Regions from separate parts of the Ovis canadensis genome. Here region 2 is linked to region 1. A link is a contact called in public Hi-C data. All regions are on one chromosome and are shown on one strand. Each heading gives the region's core, a stretch centred on a gene start, on an enhancer-like site or on the middle of the called end of the contact. The rest is flanking DNA. Distances are from core to core; before and after follow the strand shown. Region 1 overlaps TSC22D3 (TSC22 domain family member 3). Region 2 has its middle 17 kb from the start of TRNAG-CCC.

The links. A called contact is a pair of places that touch in the nucleus more often than the background predicts.
Region 2: a Hi-C map of fibroblasts shows a contact between it and region 1, with 2.5 times the contacts expected there. The contact joins two enhancer-like sites. A contact is called at or near these places in 2 of 2 Hi-C or Micro-C datasets (fibroblasts and lung).

What each region holds. Positions count from the first base shown.
Region 1 is chrX:129,809,887-129,814,025 of ARS-UI_OviCan_v2, reverse strand. TSC22D3 (TSC22 domain family member 3) reads right to left here. Exons shown (of 4, transcript XM_070292151.1): 4 at 3,781-4,139. Among named protein-coding and RNA genes, the nearest start is that of TRNAG-CCC, 57 kb to the left of the region's middle. Within about 2 kb of position 2,210, the one cell type or tissue checked has open chromatin away from gene starts, as enhancers often do. A contact at or near this core is called in fibroblasts, where this site is marked.
Region 2 is chrX:129,849,798-129,853,936 of ARS-UI_OviCan_v2, reverse strand. No RefSeq gene overlaps it. Among named protein-coding and RNA genes, the nearest start is that of TRNAG-CCC, 17 kb to the left of the region's middle. Within about 2 kb of position 1,821, the one cell type or tissue checked has open chromatin away from gene starts, as enhancers often do. A contact at or near this core is called in fibroblasts, where this site is marked.

The sequences.
Region 1 (4,139 bases), core at 961-3,460:
CAATAAGCAGCTCTGCATGAGACAACCTGAGGAACTGGGCTGCCTACAAAGCGTTAATTACGTCCATTAATTTCTAGCCAACTAGGAGGAGAGGAGGTGAGATTTGAAATCAAGATTTTTCCAGGGTAAGTAGGATGATGTTAGGATACTTCAAAATACCCTAAAGAGAATGTGCAGCTTATTTCCTCTGGTCTTTCTAGACTCCTTCTCCCTATACCTCAGGTCCTAGTGGCCCCGCTTCCTCATCTCACTCCGTGGGTTCTTCCTTTGGAGCTTCACCAGAAGTACCTTCTTCTGTAGTGGTTCCCAGTCTGAGAGCCCTGTGCCTTGCGCCTCTGCAGTCTTAGTCTGTAAATAATCTACCACCCACATTTCTGTTCTACTTTTCAAACCCACCTCTATGCTCATGTGGCAAATACAGTAAGCTTCTTTAAAAGCCCCATTGAATTCACAGTCACTGCTTGTCATTACGTATTCTCTTTCTCTATCTCAGTGAATAATACCCTGGAGACACCATGTGTTCAGTTCCAGACTGTGGCCATAAAGTGAATATCATAATAAAGCAAGTCACGTGAATATTTTTGTTTCCCAGTGCATATCAAATGTATGTTTACAGTATACTGTAGTCTATTAAGTGTGCAGTAGCATTAGGGCTTAAAAAACAATGTTCAGTTCAGTTCAGTTCAGTCGCTCAGTCGTGTCCGACTCTTTGCGACCCCATGAATCGCAGCATGCCAGGCCTCCCTGTCTATCACCAACTCCAGCGTTCACTCAAACTCATGTCCATCGAGTCGGTGATGCCATCCAGCCATCTCATCCTCTGTCGTCCCCTTCTCCTCCTGCCCCCAATCCCTCCCAGCATCAGGGTCTTTTCTAATGAGTCAACTCTTCACATGAGGTGGCCAAAGTACTGGAGTTTCAGCTTCAGCATCATTCCCTCCAAAGAACACCCAGTACTGATCTCCTTTAGAATGGACTGGTTGGATCTCCTTGCAGTCCAAGGGACTCTCAAGAGTCTTCTCCAACACTGCAGTTCAAAAGCATCAATTCTTCAGTGCTCAGCCTTCTTCACAGTCCAGCTCTCACATCCATACATGAACACTGGAAAAACCATAGCCTTGACCAGACAGACCTTTGTTGGCAAAGTAATGTCTCTGCTTTTGAATATGTCATCTAGGTTGGTCATAACTTTCCTTCCAAGGAGTAAGCGTCTTCTAATTTCATGGCTGCAATCACCATCTGCCATGATTTTGGAGCCCCCCAAAATGAAGTCTGACACTGTTTCCACTGTTTCCCCATCTATTTCAAGTTGGCTTAAAGCTCAACATTCAGAAAAAGCAATGTACATACCATAATTAAAAAATACCTTATCACTGAAAAATGCCAAGCATCATCTGAGCCTTCAGCAAGTCATAGTATCATCAAAGATCTCAGATCACCATAAAAATATAGCAACAGCGAAAAAGTTGAAAACATCACAAGAATTACTGAAATGTCACACCAGGACACAAAGTGAGCAAACACTGTTGCAAAAATGGCACTGATAGATTTGTTTGATGCAGGGTGGCCAGAAACCTTTGTTTAAAAAAAAAAATATCTGCAAAGTACAATAAAGTGAGGTATGACTATATTAAGAGTTCAACTACTTTTGGGTTGGGATAGATTGGGGGAGAGTTTTGACATTTAAAAGGGGCTCCTGATGTCACCAAGGTCCCATGAGATCAGTGGGAGTAGCACTGAGCTCTCTGGTTCTGAGTTTTCTTATCTGTGAAATGGAGGTGAATCACAAGTGTCTGTTTCTGTAAGGGCAGGAAACATGGCTGTGGCGGTGGGGAGGGGGCGGCAGGCTGCATGAGGATCAGATGAGACGGTGGTAGGAGGGTCCTGGGAGAGGGAGCATGTCCAGGCAGGGGAACATACCGCTTCGGTACTTCTGGTTCTTTTCCTTGTACTGGGTCCAGCCCGACCAGCTGGGCCCGGAAGCCCCAAGCTGTGAAGGTCTTTCCAGGAGTCATGTTTTCTTTTGCCTTTCCCCACCCCTGCTGGTTTTCTGTGGAACAAAAACAACAAGAGCTGCTCCTCTATGTGACTGACAAACAGCCACAAAGTTCCTCTTATCTAGTCTAGCAACTGCTGTGGCCTCAGAAGGTGCAGTGTTTGTCTCTGTTTAGTCATGGTTGCCTGGGCAACGTACTTGTTCTCTCTTTCCCACTGTGTGACTGTGGGTATGTTTTTCCCCTTTCTCATAGGGAAGGGCTGGATGACCAGAGAGGGCTGTATGTTTGCTGGGCCATCTCCTGAGTTTCCTTTTTTCATCTGTTGGTTCTTATTTGGCTGGAAATCAGCATATGGGAAGTCTGCAGATGAGCCTAAGAGTGGAAAAGTCCCTCAGTTCGTGAGATGGGGAGGGGATGGGAGTAAGTGGGAACTGGGGAGAACTGGGTTGGGTGGAGAGATGAGGGGAACTGGGGGAGTAGCTGCTTGATGCAACCTTTGTGTCCATTCTACCAGCTGTGAAGTCTGCACAGCCAGGAAATTGATCAAATGGGCAGGTGCAGACAATGAGCTTGGCATCATGAGTTGAGAGGTGAGGAGCAGAAAGAGAAGTTGGGATTTGAGAGACCAGCAAGCAGGGTAAGGTTGTGAAGAAGAGGTTTAGTGATTCTAAACGAATAGGCCTACATGTGTGACCTTTACAGTGAAAGAAGCCTGCCATTGGGAATATATCCAGTCAGTGATGGGTGCAAGAAAAGGAGCCAAGACCTCTTGGCCCTTGAGGTTTATGGCTCAGGAAGGTCAAGGAGTTCCTTTAAATTTCAAGTGACAAAGAGGTAGGTGCATATGCTATAGGAAGCTGAGATGGAACGGAGTCACTCACACAGGAGTGATTCCCTCCCTTGGGAAACTGGGAGGCTTAGACCACAGCTTAGGGCCCATAGTGGCTCCAGGTAAGGACACAGTGGAGGAGACAGTGAATGCCCAGAATCAGAGAAATGGCTGGACCCCAGATGCCAGAGACATGGAGCCCAGGAAAGGGTGATGGGTAAGTAAGGATGCCTCCAAGGAGAGACAGAGGAGGGAAGTGGAGTTGGGATACTTAGACTTGGCCGTGCCCAAGGGGCTGGTGGGTTTTGTGAGCAAAATCTCAGTAGTAACAAGTGCAGCAGCAGAGCTTGAGAGCATCTCCCCTTGGGGGAGTGGGATGGGGTTTGGGCCATCGTATATACTGTGTGTCCTTTTCTCACTGAGGCCCTCTTAGCCCCTTTTCCAGTGTCAGTGGTCTCCTGTGGGTGGTATTAAGGTAAATGTACTAAGTGATCTGGATGATGTTTCAGAGGGGAGAGGCCCATTTGTGTTTATTTGGTTCCCCTCTTCTTGCTCCCTCACATGGACACCGTGCCATTTTCTTTTGGGGCCTTTCTTGGGGGACCCTTCCTTGCAAATCACCCCTCAAGCTGAAGTTGTACATTAGTAGTCACCTCACCACTCACTCCCAAGCTGCCATATGAAAGCAGGAGTGGGAGAGAGGGATGGATGGAAGATTGGGTCCCAATTTGCCATAATAGCTGTGTGACTTTTGGCAAGTCACTTCAGCGGGCTGAGTCTCCGCTTACTCACCCGTACAATGGGGGTGTTGTGACAGTTACGCAAGATCATTGGTGTAGCACAGGCCTGCCACTCAGGTGGTGCCCATGAGCAGATGAGTCAGAAAAACAGTGCCCCCAACCACCATTAGGGCCTCTACCACCCACTCTGTTTTAAGCTCAGGCGGACACCAGGTTTATTTTTAGAAAAAAAAAAAAAAAAGAGCAAAGTTTATTGAAATGTCAAGCTACATTTGAAAAATCAAAATCCAAATCCTGGAGACATAACATCAGGATAAGGTGTTAGAAAGTGGGAAGTGTTCAACTGCCACAGAACTCCCTAGAGACAAGCTCCCTGAGCACATCACCCAGGCATCATTGGGTCAGAGTTATTCCCTTGTCCATGAGAGGACACCGGCAAGCTGATCATTCTCTGCACTTGAAAGTTTTCCACAACCGTTAACAACAAAACAAAGTTTTCAGATGACAAAGTCCCAGCTGATCTTCTCTCAACCCCATTCTATGTAGTCAGCACCAGTGAATGGTGGGTTTGGC
Region 2 (4,139 bases), core at 572-3,071, 40 kb before region 1:
ATATGCTACTGGAGAAGAGTGGAGAAATAATTCCAGAATGAATGAAGAGACAGAGCCAAAGGGAAAACAATGCCCAGTTGTAGATGCTGATGGAAGTAAAGTCAGGTGCTGTAAAGAACAATATTGCATAGGAACCTGGAATGTTGGGTCCACTAATCAAGGTAAATTGGAAGTGGTCAAACAGGAGACATTATGCTAAGCCAGTCACAAAAGGACAAATACTATATGATTCCACTTACATGAGGTACCTAGAATAGTCAAATTCATAGAGATAGAAAGTAGCATAGTGGTTGCTAGGGGCTGTGGAGAGGGAGGACTCAGGAGTTATTTATTGTTTAATGGGTACAGAGTTTCAGTTAGGGATGATGAAAAAATCTAGAGATGAATAGAGGTGATGGTTGTACAATATGTGAATATACTTAACGCCACTGAATTGTACACTTAAAATGGTTAAAAAATAAATAAAATAAAAACAAAACAGGCCCAGCAGCGGCCTGGTACGCTGAGCTTGCAGCCCACAAGAAATGGGTTTTGAGGTCCCAGGACAGAGCCTGAGACGTCAGAAGCAGGTCACACACAGAGAAGAGCGGCAGTGAGTGGCATTGCCTCAAGAGGGTGCCAGAGAGCTCTGGGAGCGCCTTACTCCACCCCACCCCATGCACAGTCTGTGCCTGTACACAGACATACACACCCAGACACACACACCCAGATACATACACCCTCTACACACACACACACACACACACACACACACACACCCCTCTGCAGAGAAGACACTGCAGGCCAAGCCAGCAGTGTTGGGTGTGGCCTGACTCTCCGGGAGTCCTGGGGAATCCCTATAACTGGGCAGAGGTCATGCCTGTTTCTCCCAGCTTCTCCAGGGAGTAAGTCCTCCCCTCCAAGGCCTGAGTCGGTTTATTCTCCAGTGAAAAGATTGCTGGGAGGTGCTACATGTCCAGGCTTCCCAGGTGGTGCTAGTGGTAAAGAACCTGCCTGTCAATACTGGAGACAAGAGACACAGGTTCGATCCCTTGGTCGGGAAGGTTCCCTAGAGGAGGGCATGGCAACTCACTCCAATATTCTTGCCTGGAGAATCCCATGGACAGAGGAGCCTGGTGGGCTACAGTCCATAAGATCCCACAGAGTTGGACACAGCTGAAGCAACTTAGCATACACATATGCTACCTGTCCAGTCCTCAGGAATGCTGGGGGGAAAGTAGGCAGTCTAATCCAAGTGGCAAGATCAGGGATTCAGACTAGGGTTCAAATCCTGATTATGCCACTTGGTAGTGTATGACCTTGGGCACACTGTTTAACTCCTGTGTGCCTCACTTTCCTTGTCTGTAAGATGTGACTGATACTAGTACAGGGACTGCTCTTCAGGTGTTGTAAAGATTAAATGAGATCTGTCAAGTGCTCACAACAGTGCCTGCACAGAGAGGAAAGCTATGGTTCATGGTCTCTGGGGAAGACAGTGAGAGGTAGTCCCCAGAGAGCCCTGCCTTGCATCCCCCTAGGTTGTTATTGGATGGGTCTCAGGAGGGAAGCGAAGAGCCAGCAGCAGAGAGCTGGTGGTAATACTGATCTTCCAAGCCCCAGACACCTTCAGAGAAGGAGAACGGGAAGGGGATGTGTCCTTCTCATGTCTCCTAGGGCCAGCTGTACAGTAACAGCCACTGTTTCGATTCCCGCCTCCTGATGTCTAAGCTTGTTTTTGTGGCTGTAGAGGAAAGGCATGGGCGGGGCTCTGCTGCACAGCACCAAGAACCACAAACCCGTCCCCTGAGTTGAGGGTACAGAATGTACCCAGACTGCAAACCACACCCTGTGGCTTGGGGAGGCCCCTGGGGCGGGCTGGGAAACTGTCACACGACATTGTTTGAGAGCCCTGTGCCTAGCAACTAGCTTGGGATGCCACAGCATTTGGACAATGGGATGTCCCAAGAGGGCCAGGACTGAGTTAAGGGACCTCCTGCCAAAGGATCTCCCAGGACCCTGGGTCCCTCTCATCCGAGAGAGGTCTGTGGACCCCTGGCACCCTCCTGGGCCAAATTAGGTCTAGAGCTGACCTAGGAGAGCTTCCAGCCTAAGACCACCAAGAGGGAGCATTCCCAGTCCCAACCAGACCCTCCTCCACCCCAACCAATTTCGGGGAACAGATTCTGCCCTCCCCTCCACCTGTCTGCTCCAAGCCCAGGAGGCCTCACCAGGGTTCCCAGAGCAGTGAAAGCACAGAGCCAGATGAGACCTTTGGGGAGGGTGGAGACAGTTTCTTGAAGCAATTTGAAAATGAAAGCAGGTTGGGAAGAGGCCAAACCCACAGAAAATGACGGAAGGACTTCTGGTCAGATGAGTTGGAGAAAGAAGGTCCTTTGAAACCAGATGAAATTCAGTGGGGACAAGTGCAAGGGGCTCATTAGTGACAAAACCTGACAACATAATTTGGCTCAACACAAATAAACACAAAAACACCAAGTGAAGGAGGGAGTTGACCACAAGTTGGATATGAATCAGCCTCAGAAGAGAGCATGGCTCACTTACATCGGCTGCATTTTCCAAACCAAAGATCAGAATGCCTATTAAGCAAGGATAAGTATACTTAGGGGAAACAAGTTTCAGTGGTTGGAATTGAGACTCTCTCCCCAGCAAACCTAAGTCCTAGGCTCACTGTGACCATGCTCTGTATGAGAGCTATGTCCAGAATCTGGGGGAAATGGAGAAGGTTCAAAAGAAGAAAAAAGATGAGAAATGGGACCTCTGAGCAAAAATTGGCAAAGGAAAGGTAGCACGAGAAGGTGGAAAGAACCCAGGCACCAGCATTCAGGAGCTGGACACTGAGCTACTTTGCAGCATCAGGAAAGGTACTTAACCTCCTGAGCTCCAGTTTCCTTGTCTTTAAAAGTGGAATCATCATATCTGCCATAATTTTTGTGAAGATTTAAGTGATTCCAGAGACATAAATCACAAAACACATAGTAGGTCCTCAATAAATGCATAGCTGTCAGTTTGGAGAGGGAAGAATAAGATACAGAGGATTTTATGAGGAGGTTATGAAGTAGTTGTTCTCCCATATCCATGGAACAAGGAGAAATGGACGACAACCGGAGTAGGAAGCACTTTGGTAGGAGTGGGTCAGAACCTGGTGATCATCAGAAGTTGCAAACTGACAGGCTGAATCCAGCCCTCAGGCATGTTTCCTTTGGCTCAAACAGTGTTTTCCAAAAATCTGAATTACTTGCCAACCTTTTAAAATGTGAAAGATTTCACATGAAAGTACATATTTCTGGCCTCTCTTGAGAAAGCAGAAAATCTAGCCATCCTGGACCCACATGTTTGCATGACAGTGATTATGGGAAGGGAGCCAGCAAGTGCTGCTTCTGCAAGGTCTCTCCTCACACCAGTGTTTCTCAAACTGTAATTCTCGGAGTAATCACCTGATGTAGGTGCTAAATTGCTTCAGTCACATCGGACTCTGCGATCCTGTGCACTGTAGCCTGCCAGGCTGCTCTGTCCGTGGGATTCTCTAGGCAAGATTATTGGGGTGGGTTGTCATGCCCTCGTCCAGGGGATCTTCCCCACCCAGGGATCGAACCCATGTCTCTTACATCTCCTGCACTGGCAGACGAGTATTCTGTTAAAATGCACATGCTAATATCCAGAAGAGGCAAATCCACAGAAAGTATAATAGGGGCTGCCCATGCTTATTTAACTTATATGCAGAGTACATCATGAGAAACGCTGGACTGGAAGAAACACAAGCTGGAATCAAGATTGCCGGGAGAAATATCAATAACCTCAGATATGCAGATGACACCATCCTTATGGCAGAAAGTGAAGAGGAACTAAAAAGCCTCTTGATGAAAGTGAAAGAGGAGAGTGAAAAAGTTGGCATAAAGCTCAACATTCAGAAAACGAAGATCATGGCATCGGGTCCCATCACTTCATGGGAAATAGATGAGGAAACAGTGGAAACAGTGTCAGACTTTATTTTTGGGGGCTCCAAAATCACTGCAGATGGTGACTGCAGCCATGAAATTAAAAGATGCTTGCTCCTTGGAAGAAAATTTATAACCAACCTAGATAGTATATTCAAAAGCAGACACATTACTTTGCCGACTAAGGTCCGTCTAGTCAAGGCT